Linked DNA regions of Capra hircus: region 1 is linked to region 2. The links are chromatin contacts, called in public Hi-C maps. All regions are on one chromosome and are shown on one strand. Each heading gives the region's core, a stretch centred on a gene start, on an enhancer-like site or on the middle of the called end of the contact. The rest is flanking DNA. Distances are from core to core; before and after follow the strand shown. Region 1 overlaps PALD1 (paladin). Region 2 overlaps ADAMTS14 (A disintegrin and metalloproteinase with thrombospondin motifs 14).

What was found. Hi-C and Micro-C count contacts between places; a contact is called where the count stands out from the background.
Region 1: a Hi-C map of blood shows a contact between it and region 2, with 4 times the contacts expected there. The contact joins two enhancer-like sites. A contact is called at or near these places in 3 of 5 Hi-C or Micro-C datasets (blood and liver).

The regions. Positions count from the first base shown.
Region 1 is chr28:18,907,614-18,914,797 of ARS1.2, reverse strand. The region is part of intron 18 of PALD1 (paladin); the gene reads left to right. Among named protein-coding and RNA genes, the nearest start is that of PRF1, 41 kb to the right of the region's middle. Within about 2 kb of position 1,732, at least 3 of the 5 cell types and tissues checked have an H3K27ac peak or open chromatin away from gene starts, as enhancers often do.
Region 2 is chr28:18,729,983-18,736,421 of ARS1.2, reverse strand. It overlaps ADAMTS14 (A disintegrin and metalloproteinase with thrombospondin motifs 14), which reads left to right. Exons shown (of 22, transcript XM_018042583.1): 20 at 1-63; 21 at 184-294; 22 at 2,014-4,037. The coding sequence ends at 2,483. Among named protein-coding and RNA genes, the nearest start is that of TBATA, 29 kb to the right of the region's middle. Within about 2 kb of position 2,396, at least 1 of the 5 cell types and tissues checked has an H3K27ac peak or open chromatin away from gene starts, as enhancers often do.

The sequences.
Region 1 (7,184 bases), core at 483-2,982, 180 kb before region 2:
AAGAGATGTTAACTTTTATCAAATGCCTTTTCTCTTTCCATTGAGATGATTCTTTGGCTTTTGCCCTTATTCTGTTGGTGGAGTGTATTATTGGAGTTGATTTTCAGGTGTTAAACTGAGCTTGCATCTGTGGGATAAATCCTTCTTGGTCATGGTGTATGATCTTCTTTATGTCTTGCTGCATTTGGTTTGTTGAGGATTTTTGCATCAAATTCATAAAAGCTACTGATCTATAGTTTTCTTTTTCTATGATGTGTTTGTGTGGTTTGACATCAGGGTGATGCTGGCCTCATACAATGGTGTGTGTGTGTGTGTGTGTGTGTGTGTGTGTGTGTGTTAGTTGCTTAGTCAGGGTGATGCTGGCCTCATACAATGGTGTGTGTGTGTGTGTGTGTGTGTGTGTGTGTATGTGTGTGTGTGTGTTAGTTGCTTAGTCATGTCCGACTCTGTGACTCTATGGACTGTAGCCTGCCAGTCTCCTCAGTCTGTGGGATTCTCCAGACAAGAATACTGGAGTGGGTTGCCATTTCCTTCTCCAGGGGATCTTCCTGACCCAGGGATCGAACCCAGGTCTCCCTCATTGCAGGCAGATTCTTTACCATCTGAGCCACCAGGGAAGCTACCCATACAGTGTTACCTTCTAACTTTTACAGACGGGGACACAGAAGCCTAGAGAGGGAGAGAGGGCATCCCAAGTGTGTTAGTCAGCTTGGGCTGGCATACCAGAATCCCACAGACGGCATGGCGTAACCAAAAGAAATTTCCTGTCTCACGGTTCTGGCGGCTGGCAAGTTCCAGACCAAGATTCTGGCTGATCAGGTTTCTGGTGAGGCTCTCATCCTGGTTTCCATACAGCTGACTTCTCACTGTGCCCTCACATGGCCTGTGTGTGCGTGTGTGTGTGTGTGTGTGTGTGTGTGTGTGTGTGTGTGTGTGTGCAGAGATGGGGGAAGGCAGGAGGCTCTCTGGTCTCCTTTCTTATGAGGACACTAATCTCAGAGGCCATCTAATCATAGACTCCCAGAAGTGCTGTTGTAGAACAAAGACAGGACCTGAAGACCTTATTCCGTATTTCACACACCAGAGTAAACAAAGGTAAGGACCTTTCAAGGGTTGCCAATATGTGATGTTGTTAAACGTGTTCATTTTAAAGGAAGAAAGGAGCAAAAATGAAAACACCCAACTACTATCTAACATGGTTGGTGGTTTATAAAAGAAAGGCTATTTTAATACCAGAAAAGTAGAGTGACTGTTCTCTGAATAGAGGACAGGCCTTGAAGAGATTTGTATGTCTGAATACCTGTGGACTTGGGGAACTGGTTGTGAACCTAGATGTGGGACTTGCAGCTTTTGGCAACGAGGCTGCTGTTTACTTCGAAAGGCAGCATGCCTCCCCCAGGGTCACCCTGCACCTGCCCTGGCCTGACTGGACCCAGAGTCCCTGTCCTGCTTGGGAGCAGGGTGACCTGAGCTGTTTCAGCGGCTTCCAGACTTGAAGGAGCATCTGGCCTCCTGCGTGTGTGTGTGTGTGTGTGTGTGCGCGCGTGCACGTGTGCATGTGTATGCACCCTGGAATGGACTTCCCTATGATTGTCGATCCCTGTGTGGACGGGAAGGAAGCAAGTTAGGTTGTCCTGGGTGGACTGGCGCAGGGAATGAGGATGTGGGAGCTGGAGGGAGCTGGGATCTGACCGGGCCACCTTCATCCTCTCTGGCCGCCTGTGTCCCCACCTGCCAGACTGGATGTGGCTGCTTCCTGGTAGGGCTGTGTGTGGGAATGGCAAGGGCACTGGAAGCACAGGGCTTGGGGGGTGCAAAGTGAATGGTCCAGAAAGGGAGCCCCAAGGATCTTTGTCGGGCAGCGTATCCTGTGATATCTTCCTAGCTTTAACCCCCTGAACAGACTCTCAGATTTTAGTGCCACAGGGACTGAGAGAGCGTCTGACCACTTTGTTTACAGATGAATAGAGGAATGCGATGCCCAGGCTCCCACATGAGTTATCATAGGCAGAGCAGAGGTGAGAGGCAAAGACCCTCACTCCCAGCCCTGAGCCCCTCCCCTGATGCCTTAACCCCGCGGTCTTGGTCCTTGTTGCCCTAGTGGGCTGTGCGGGGCTTGCTGAGGCTCCAGAAGGCAACTCTTCTCTCTCCCCTTTCCCCCGATGGACTGACTCCTCTGGAATTTGGCAGCTGTGTCTCACTTCTGGTACGTGGCTGTGTATTTAGATCCCTGCCCTCCGGTTTCAAGCTGGAAGCCCTGAGGTGCTCTCCAGTGGAGACTGCACAGGCCAGAGTGCTGTATGTATACGCTTGTTTGCCCAGTTAGAGCCCCAGAACCTCTGCCTGGCAATGGGTGTACCACCTACATCAGCTGTCCATGTGCCTGGCAACATTCCAGGTCCAGTCCACACTCCGCTCACCTCAAGGTTTCCTCCCAGGAGCCCACCGCCTTGGGATTCTGAAACCCTCTGCAGCACATGGCTTCCTGCCCTGCACCCCAGAACCCTCAAACAGTGCATTTCCCTTCCCTGCCAGGTCCAACAGTCAGCTTACACCCTAATCACAAGCAAGTAAGAAAACAACTCCTGGAACTTGGCGAGTGCACTTCTGCCGGCAGTAAAACCATTTCAGGGCCCTCGGTGGACGAGCGGGAGGATGTGGAGGTCGCTGCTCTGTTGAGGGTCAGGAGGGAGGGCTCAGAGCGTGTGTGAGTCTCCGTCTGCACGGTGAGGTCACACAACAGGGATGAGGACTGTTTGTTGCTTTTTTGTGTGGTTATGGGAACGATATCAGACCATTACCCAGTCTCCCAGGAATGGTTTCAGTTTGCCTTCTCTTTCTAGTCTTTTGTGCCTGTGCACATACCTCCTCTAACAGGAGGATCGTGATGTGTGCCCGGGCTGTCCTGTGTGTTCACCTGGGTGATGTTCTTGGATCGAAACGTGTACTCATTGTTAGCACATTGCTTACTGAGTGCCTGTCCTGTGTCTGGAGTGAGTGATGCTTCACTGAGATTACCTTCTAGTAGAACGAGGAGAGGCTCATTAATAAGTAGTTGGGGCTCGTGGACTTTTTAGCCTGTCTGTTGAATACCCTTTATATCCCCATATGTAATGTCGGCATGATAACGTGGTGGAGTGGGCATGTCGCAGCATCCTCTGCTCTTCCTGTGGAGGTGGCCCGTGAGGTTGCTCCCTGTTGTTCTCTGAGCAGGTGATGGTACCGTGGATCTCATAGCGTGTGCCGCTCTTTCATCCACGTGGCTTGGTTCTGTAGGCTGATTCTTAGAAGTAGGATTATTGACTGAATTGAAAAGTAGGAACTTACTTTTTGTAATTATTTTGGAAAATTTCAAAGCAGGGAGAATAATTCCATGAACGCTTGTGTTCCCAGCTTCAGGAATCAAGACCAGTCTTATCTCATCTGAAGCCCTGCCAGTGCTGCCCACCACCCTCTCTGGATTCTTTTGAAGCAAGTCCTAGACTGAGTATTACTTTCTCTGAAATATTTCAGCATATACATTAGAGAAGGGATCTTTTAAAAAAGGCTGTCATATGCCATTATCACACCTCAAACAATAGTGATTTCTCATCCTGCAATACCTAGTTGGTGGTAGATTTTCTTACTGGTCTCCCAAGGTCTTTCTGCAGTTGTATCAGGACCCAAAAGATCCACACGTGGCCTTTATCTGATGAGACCTTAAGTCTCAGTGAACACAGAACATTTCCCCTCCTTTCCTCCCCTGAAGTGAAGGTGATGAGGTAACCGGTTATCTTCCTGGGCGGCCCATAGTCTAGATCTTGTTGATTGCACCGCAGGGTTTGGTTGAGCCTGTGTTGCAGTCCCTGTGCTTCCTGTAAACCTAGAGCTTTGGCTCAATCTGATTTGGCTTGGTGTTTGGCTGGCACAGTTGTGGGTGATGCTGGTGCTGCCGCAGGGCCCTGGAAGGTCCTGTGGTCTCTCTTGTGAGCTGGCAGCCTCTAGCGCTCATCTTCTGGATTCCTTATTTTCTTCAGGGTTTACAAAGCGGTGATATCTTGGCTCTCTCATTCCCTCTGCATTGATCGATTGCAGTGCTTCCAGAAAGGGACTCCCCCCAAATGCTGTGAGGACACGAAGGCAGGGCCAGTGCTTGCTTTCCCGTAGATTTGCCATTCCCAGAGGAGCTTTGGGAGGTGCTTCTCTGAAGCCGAAGGGAGGGACTTGGTGGGCCCTAATGTTCCTGCAGACTCGGATGGCAATGGAGTCTGTGTTGAGGGTCTGAGGCTGACTAGGTGGGGGTGGTCTGAGAGAGGGGAGGTGGATGGGAGGCTGGGAGTTGCTGGAGGTGGGAAGACCCAGGCCTCATGTGTCCTTGGCCATCTGGGAGGTATCCTTGCCAAGCTGACTGTACATTTTCACATCCATGGTCTGGCTCAGTCTTCACTGTGTGGCTGTGCCTGACCAAGGCAGCCTGTAACATTACCTCCATTTGAGGAGGGGAGGCACTGGGCTTGCCCAAGCACACACAGCTGGTAGATGACAGCGGGAGGAGGGCGAGACCTCAGCCCCTGACTCCCAGGTCAGGCCCTGGCTGCTGTGCTGCATTGCTGCCCGAGGAGGAGAAGGCACCATTTCCCCTCCCTTGCCCACCTCCAGCCCCACTGGGAGAATAGTACCACCTGGAAACCATGGCCCAGCCTGAGCAGGGGAAGGAGGCCAGAAGACAAGAACTCATCTCAGACTCAGGTCACGGCTACAGAAGGGCGTGGGACCAAACCTGCACACACGTTTTCCGTAGAGACAGACCTTCCCTGATGCAGCAGCCTGGGCACCTCTGTCCACTGAGGCCTGCCGCAGGCTGCCGGGCCTCTGGGCTGCAGCTCATGATGCCTCCTCCATTCCAGAGTGTCAGTGAGATTGGGTCTGGGCCCGATCACCCCACTTACGCGAAGGGGCCAGAATGCTCAGGGTGTTTAAAAGAAAATACCTCAAACGGAAAAATGAACGAGAAAATCCTTTGAACTAAGGCACTCCATGAAGTTGGGGTAGAGGTGAGAAGGCTGGGCCCCTGACTGAGGAGAATCCAAGATGGCCACCAGCCCACAGTGGTGACACCATCTGGTGAATGAGTTGTTTCCTGCTGGGTCTGGAAAGGGAAAATATTTGTGACAGAAACCAAGGTCAGGGCTCCTGCAGGAAGTCCTGTTAGAATCATCAGTGCCAGGGGTACTTTTCCTTAGCCTTGGCTAGGGATGCTAATTCTGTATTGGTTCTGTGTTTGAAGCAGTATGGTGTGTCTCTCTTTCCTTCAGAAAGAGGCTGAGGAAAATCTGAGGTGAAGGTAGCCACAGAGGGAGACGTAAACATCCCTTGGTCTCAAATTGAGGTTTGTTTTATAGACTGATGCTTTAACTCTGAGCTGTTCCTTTTGAGTTTTCGGAGAACTTCCCTCTCTTTCTTTGGGTCCACAGAACAGCTGGTGAGGAGGCGCGGGTGGGTTTTATTAGACCCATTTTCCTGAGGGAGACACTGAAGCCTAATGAAGTTTTGTGACCAGCTGAAGGCAGGATCAGAACCTGTCTTCCAACTCCTCGGCCCATATTCCTTTCCCTCACTGCCACAACCCAGGGAACGGTTCTCTTGTGGCAGAATTAAAGGATTGGCAAGGAAGCCACCAGCCTTTCCTGGATGCACCACCCTGGGTTGCTAAGAGGTCAGAGAGGTCCAGCTCAGTGCCCCAGAGACTAAGATTATTTTTTAAGAAAAATGTAGCGAGACAGCTCTGGCCCTGACCCCCACATGGGGTCTCTCTCAGTCTCTCCAAGACTCTGGCTTGGCCAGAGTTGTTCCTTGGAGACCTCGTTCTGGTGGGTAAAATGTCTCAGGTCGTGCAGTTAGAGCAGTCCTGGAGTGCTGTGAGCTGTCACGTAAAGCATGTCAGAAGGATCCTTCCTGAGGCTCTTTAACATCGGCCCAAAATAGAGCCAGTGGATTGGTGAGCAGCTTTCAGATGGGGTGGGTGTTTGTAGGTCTGTGTGTTAATGTGAATGTATGAATGAGTGTGAGTAGGCTCATGTTCTCAGTCTGAGGCCTCCTTAGCTTTTCCTTCTTTCCTGTCATATGGCTGAGCTGGAACTGCTTCCATCCTCCGGGCGTACTTGCCTGGTTTCTTCAACAGCGTCGTCCATCCAGTGAGCACGGATGGTGTGCCAGGCCTGGTTTTCGAGCAGGCACCATCAGACTTGGGGTTTTCAGTGGTTTAGAAGGGGTTCACCTCTCAACCCCAGCATATTCCCCACTCGCCTGATACCCAGCCTGTGTGCTCACAGCTGTTGTTGTCAAGTTTGTGATTGTCACTGAAGTAGACTCTTTCTGCTGATCATCTCTGTTCCATGCACAAGGGCTCATCCTGACCCTGACTCAGACCCTGCCTGGCTCGAGCAGGGCTCCATGAATGTCTGCCCGTAAGTGGATGGAAGGGGGACGAGGGACTAGTCACTGTGTGGTTAAACAGGAAACTGGCCCCCACCATCTCTGTACCTTTTGGTTCTTTGTTCTCATTGTTGGTCTCCAGGAGAGGGCGCTCTTCTCCAGTGACTGACAGAGCCCTAGTGGGGGTTGGTAAGCTGGGTGTTAGCCCAGGCTCTGCTGGTAACTTCCGGTGCAACCATGGGCCCATCACTTTGACCTGCCTGGATCTGTGTTTTTCCATCTATCACTTGGGTTCACTGCTGCCGCCCAGCCTGCTTTGAGGGGTGGTGGTGAGCACCAGCCTGGGTACGGATGATGTGGGTGTAGGCTGTAGGGTAGCTGGGACACCAGGCAGACTCCCTGGGTCGTGTGCAGGGACAGTGGGCTCCTGAGGCTGGCACCGTATCTGGTCGGCCCTGAATCCCAGAGCCTGGCCTCCGGGCGCCAGCGTTTGTTGGATAAACAGCACACAGAGAAGCCCATGGTGCCAAGTTCAGCTCCTTCATGCTCTGAAAGTGCTGATCCAAATATGACATCTTCAGAAAGCCAGTTACCCACGTCTGCGCTGAGGGCCTAATCCCTCTTGGGGATTAGGTGTGGAAAGCTTCCTTGGGCTTGAGGCCCCTCTTTCCCACAGGCCTGAGGATGGAGTCTGTAGGGACTCATGTGGAGCCCCCAAGGAGAGGGTAGCATTGAACTTTGAGAAGAAGGGTGGGGTCTGAATTCGGGAA
Region 2 (6,439 bases), core at 1,147-3,646:
TGGGGCAGTGTGAGGGGGCCAAGCCGGATACGATCCAGGCCTGCAGCCTGCCTGCCTGCGGAGGTGAGCCAGGTAGGATGGGGGTTGGCCAGCTTCTCTGGCCTAGACCTGAGGCCCAGCCTGACTGGCTTCCCAGCCCACTGGTACCCCCCAGTACTAGAGCTTCTTCCCTGCCCCTCCCAGGAAATCTCCAGAACTCCACAGTGAAGGCTGATGTCCGGGAACTTGTGACCCCAGAGGGGCAGTGGGTGCCACAGTCTGGGCCTCTGGATCCCATCAACAAGATATCATCCAGTAAGTATATCTCTGGACCCTATCCCTTTCCCAGCCTCCCAGTGTCTGGCATCACGAGCATGGGCCGTGCAGTGGAGCAGACCCAGCTTCCAGTCTGTTCGTGTGACCTTAGCCTCCTGAGGTGACTGTCACCACCTCGCAGCCTTGGATTCCTCAGCTGTGAGCGGGGGTGATGCTTGTAATGGTCCATGGTTCCTTATCTGCTATTCCAAAGTAACTGAAGGCTGCAAATGTCTACCTGAATCTGGTGCAGACTCATTGGGCAGCAAAATCGGAACTGAACTAACAAGAGATTAGTTATTCTTTTGTTGCAGAAACATTGCCATATTGGGTTACAAGGTAACCTCTCAGGCCCACCGGGGATGTTATATAATATGAATATGGTGAAGATTACTTTTCTAACTTCCAAAGTTCTGAACTGTGAATCATATCTGGTTCCAAGGTTTGGGGATGGCAGTGGTAGTTCTGAGCTGTCTTTATAGGGCTTTTGAGAGAATTAAATGAGATAATGTATGCACTCCTGCCTAGCTGTCAGCTAACAGCAACAAAAACAGTAGCAGTCATTTCTCTCTGCTTCATGATCCTGAGCCCATCAGATCACCCTCTCACCTTTCCATCTATCTGCCCACCCATCCATCTATCTGCCTATCTATCTGTTAATAAACATTGACCAAGAACCTACCAGGCTTTAGGTTCTGTGCTCCTTCCTAGGTTTCTTCTCTGTTTCCCTTTCTCACTGTCCCAAGGACCAGGGTCTGTCAAGATGAGTAGCAGGAAGATCCCAGACCCTGACTCCTAGTGAGAGGACCAGTTGGTTGGCTGTGTGACCTCGTGCACATCTGTGAACCTCTCTGAGCGCAGCAACCTAATCTGTAAAACAAAGGGGTCTGATTAAATGTCTTCAGGTTACCTCCTGGCTCTAGTCTTGCTGCTGCTTCTGCTCCTGTGCTGAGGCTCAAGTGGTGCAAGAGTCTGGTTTCCTTTCCTTTCTCTTGGGAACAAAGGGGACCTCTTACTCTGGTCCTAGAACTCTGGCGCCATCTAGAGGCCACTTGTTTTCCATTTTCTCTAATCTTCCTCGTTCCCCTTAGCCTGCACCCTACCTTTTCTCTCCTTGCTTTTTCTCCTTCCCCCTCCCCTCTTCTTCCTGTCCCTTCCCTCTCTCCTTCCTTCTCCTCCTTTTCTCTTTCCCTGGCAAAAATTAGTAGAAAGCTAAGCTCCCAACTTCACATTGTCTGGAAAGACCTACCTGAAGTTATCACAGAAATGCAAAAACGTTTTTAGATGACATTTAAGCCAAAGCAAACAAAACTAATATAGTGAGCACCCCTCTATGCTGGAAACTTTTTAAATGCTATTTTCAATAATAATTATCATTCGGTAAATGTCAGCATTAACTCCAATTTTACAGAAGAAACTGAGGGTTGAAGAGTTTAAGGCCTCGCAGCTTTTAAGTGGTAGAGCCTTGAATGGAACCTAGATTTGCTAGATTCCACAGTTAGTGGTAAGGGGGCTTCGTGTTTTACATGCGTGCTGACTGCTGGCAGGACATTTAGGCTGCTTGTCACACTGCGTTCCCAGCTGCCTGGTCCTGGCCGGAGCGGATCAGATTCCTCCGGGTTGACTGGGAGATGGTGAGGGTGGGAGATGAGGGACTGAGTAGGCGGTGGGGCCTGGCGGATGGGCACCTCCAGCATCAGTCCTGTGCTGTGTGTGCAGCGGAGCTCTGCGTGCGGGACAGGTCCATCTTCTGCCGGACCGAAGAGCTCGATCGCTACTGCTCCATCCCCGGCTTCCACCGGCTGTGCTGCGAGTCCTGCACCAAGAAGGCCTTGAGCCTAGACCCTGGCCTGGCCTCACCACCACCCTTCTCCACTCCTGGGAGCCCCTTCTCAGCACCCGTGGCCCCTCCAGATGCTGTGGAGCCCTCTGTGGGGCCAACGGGATCAGACCACCATCAGCGAGACCAACCCACGCTGCTCCCAGGACCTCTGGGCACAAGCGCCCCCGTGACCCGAAGCTACTTTGCTCCCCAGAAACCAACCCCTACGACATTCCGGGGCACTTCCCCGAGTGCCCCCTGGGGCTGGACCGGGGCCCCTACCCCAGCCTCTGAAAACAAAGGGCTGCTCAGGGAAGACCCGAAGCACCCAGGCACCAGCCTTCCCTCCACAGCCCCAGTGACATGAGCCCCGCCTCGCCCTTCCCACCAGTCAAGTTTACAATCTCTGTGCTGCCCCGAGACCCCTGGCTCAGAGGACACACAGCGGGGTGGGGGCCTGCACGGACTGCCTTTTAAATTATTTGCCTTCTTGTCGTTCTAGTTTGGGGCTGTGACACTTTTCACCCTGTGAAATGGGTGTATGAGGAAGAAAAAGATCAGGGAAAGTCCTAACCGGAGATACCTCAGCAAGCAGCCCAGGTGACCGCACCGAACCTCTCAGGGGCTCCTGTCTGTCTCTCCTGCAGGGACTGAGGGCCTGCTACCACCCCTTGCTCACCCCCGGCCACCGGGCCCCACACTGGATCTGTTTGCCAGGACTTATGAGGACCCCGGTGGAGGCCCTGTCTGCTGGGCCCCTCTGCCCAGAGAGGCAAAGGTGGAGGGAACACTCGCAGGTGGTCTGAGAGGAAGCGGGCTGGGGGAATTCAGCTACAGGCCTAGCATGCAAGTTCATCTCGGACTCAGCTCTTTGTAGCAAGAGCTCCACACAGCTCCTCCGGCCAAGGCCAAGGAGCAGAGTCCAGCTTGAGTGTGCTGGTGGGAGGACAGTGTCGGGGGCCACCTCTGGACCTGCAGGAGGCATGTCCTGTGACTTCTGGTGCCTCCAGGTTACAGGTGGGCTCCTAACCTCACCCCAGCCCCCACCCCCGAGAAGTGAGCTCTGGACAGCCTCGAGTATGTGTCCTCACCATCCAGGGGATTCCCAACTGGTGCTAGACCCCTGGCTGGACCAGGAATGGCAACTGTGGTCATCGCTTTGGTGCATGAAGGGAGCGCGGCCTGGAAGGTGACTTGGTGGGGCATGCAGAGACGTGAGTTCTCAGGCTGAGCCCCATCCGCTGTTGCCCTCTATCAAAGACCACTCCTGCTGGAGTCAGGGTCTTCTCTCACCTGGCTTAAGCTGGGCCAGAGGTGTATTTGTGGTGCTGGGTAGGGGTAGGAGGGTGACCAGACTCCAAGGCTGAGGACCAGAGTCCACCCATAGCCAGACTCTGGGGTTGACAAGGGCCAGGTGCCCCAGGGCAGGACGTGAGCCTCTGCCTCATGGAGACACTGGCCCACTGTGCTGTAGGGCCTCAGCTGTACCCGCCCCCCATGTTACCTCCAATGGCAGGTAACTTCCCTGGACCCTCTGGCTCTCTGGAAGCCACCCAGTTCCCAGGACCTTTCCCAAGGGTCCTCACTCTGAGGCATGTACTCTGAGGACCCCCAGACCCCTCAGCAGGCCGTAAGGTGCTGGCCAGTTCTTATGTTCCCAGGGCAAAGGGGCCATTCTGAGCCAGGCTAGAGGAATAGGGACAGTGGGCCCCAGCCTGAAACCCCCTGGAGAATGGAGGCCCTAGAGGGGCTCCCCAGGTGCCCTCTCCACCTGCTGCCTACCCCCTCCCAGGGAAGCTGGGACACACACTGAACCATTCCTGTGCGACCCAGCCCACCTGTATCAAGTGCCTTTGAGATCGAGATCTTTAAATTTTTATGTATTTATTAACATTGTCCTTGGTGTTTGTTTTGGACTCGAGAAAGTTGTGGTGTGTTTTTCTTTTTCTCTCCGTTTTAGCAAAAAAGGGACAGCAAAGCCAGAGCTCTACTGTCCTGGGCTGATAAGATGATTGAGGTGTGGGTGGACAGGGAGGGGTCAGAGCCACAGGAAGACTTGGCCCCCAGCCTCCTCACCTTGGTCACACTTATTCTGGGGTTCCTCTGGACATCACCTTGGTGGAGAGGCAAGAGCAGGACTGGGGGTCCCACTTAGGCTGTTCCACCAAGTAGCTGTGTGGTCTTAGGCAAGTCACTGTTCAGAATTTGGTCCAAAGGGTGGAAGCACCTGGCAGGACTTTGGGGGTGTGCATATGGAGGACATGCTCATGAGCAGAGCTGTTCAAACACACAGAGGGTGGCTTCTTTGCAAGGTGGTGAGCACTCTTTCTCTGGAAAAGTCCACGCGGGACATGGATGTCGGACAGGAGGTGGAAGGAACATGATGGGTCTTATTGGGCGGGGAGAGCTGATGTGGAAGTTGCTGTATAATTTAAAACTGTGGATCCACGCCTTACTCCTTGCCCATGACAGACATCACTAATCCATTACCACACCCTTTCAATGAGTGTACCACAGGCCCCTCCCTGACAGTTGTGGGGCCCAGGGCAAGGGCACAGAGGCCCCCTCCAGGGACCTCACATGCCCACGTGTGTCTAGCTTTCAAGTCCAAGCTCCATTTATATCCCTGTGCAAACAGCTTCCCCTTGGAAACTAGCCCTTCTAAACACTCTGTCACTTGGACCTAGGGGTGCATACATGGTGACCCAGTCACACGTAGCGGGGTACCTAGGGAGATGCCACCACAGGCCCCAGAACTGCACTCAGGACTGTTGGGGTAAGGAATACTGCAGGCCAGTGTGCTCTGAGTGTAGCCTGCAGGAGGGGACTCATGGGCCTTGGGGGAGGGTACCTGACCTTGGTGCAAGCCGCCTTCCCGTGGTGGGTAGTATGGGTGGAGTGGGGCGCTCTAAGGTCTCCAACACCCCAGCTCTAACAGCGGTACTGGCGCATTTCGTGGGGCAGGGATAGCCCATGGAAACATGCCAACGCTGCCCTGCCTTGTGCCCATGGCGGATATTGCCAATCCATCACTGCACTCTTCCCCACTGAGCCCAGACTCCCCCCGGAGGCCTTCACATAGTGCTCCAGGTACCGACCTCTGGTCAGTTGCCACGGCCAGGACAAGAAACAGCGATGTTAGGCTGGGTCAGTGAATTTAAACTTTTACACCACTGGGAACCTTTGTTCGGGCTCAGCATCTCAAAGCAGGACTGCAGTGGCCCAAGTGGAGGAAGAGGGACCAAGAAACCAGCCCCGAGGACCCTCTGGCCTCGAGGACCCCGCAGAGTCCTGTGTGTGGACGAGACAGCTCTAGGGAGCCTGTGGGCTCTAAGGTTCTGTGGGACCCTCAGCCCTTCTGCTCATCTGAAGGAATGTCAGTGAAAGCATTTGCCTTGCTCACCTGTGAAAACAGTGTGACCAGAAAATGCAAGAGATGGTGGATGAGGGGTCTCCTGGGCGTGGCGTTGGTCCCTGGGTTATTCCTGGAATGGGGCTGGAGGGACCAGTCAGCGTGGAGGGTGGATGAACTGTCGCTGTGCCACAGGAGGAGACCAGAGTCAGGGCTTGGGCTCCTCGAAGTCCCCAGCCTCCCCCTGTGGAATCCTGCCCCTTTCCCAGTCTCCCTGAAGCCCTTTCATCCCTGTGGGGACTGTTGCTCTTGGAAACCCAGGCCACGGCCCCGACCAAAAGTTACCCACACCCTGCTTAGGATGTAGAAAGCTGTAGGACATCAGTCCTACCTTTACAATAAGAAGAAGCCGATAAGCTGCAGTGTCATGCCTCTTTCAGCCTGTTACGGGGCTGAGTTTTCAAGGTAAGCAGGTGGGTTAAATTTCAGAGGGTGACAAGTCCCTCTGGGGAGAGAGAGGCTCCACGTGCTCATCTACCTCAGGCAGAGCATGGAAGGAAGTGGTCAACAGAGAAGCAGATAAAATGCAACTGAAATTTTAACACACTTTTAAAGGTTAGGGTGACAGTTTGGAATCTTTGGGAGCTCCGTGCACAAGGCGAGCCTGCACCTACTCATCCACTCTTGTCCACGGTCCTCAGCTGGATGCACACGAGGAAGATCTGGGGCAGGACAGGTGAGCCTCGAGAGCACCCTCTGGGGCTCTGACCAAGTCTGAGAGTGCAGATTAAGAAAGCAATTCCGATTCACAGTGCATCAGGATGCAGGCTACTTGTACACGGGAAATTAGAAAGCCTCGCTCAGAGCAGTGTAAGAATAGCTAAAGGAAGTCTCAGTATGGTCAAGTTCTCAAAAAGATCTATAAATGTAATGCTATTCACTCAATTCCAGCAGGCTGGGTGTTCTTTGGA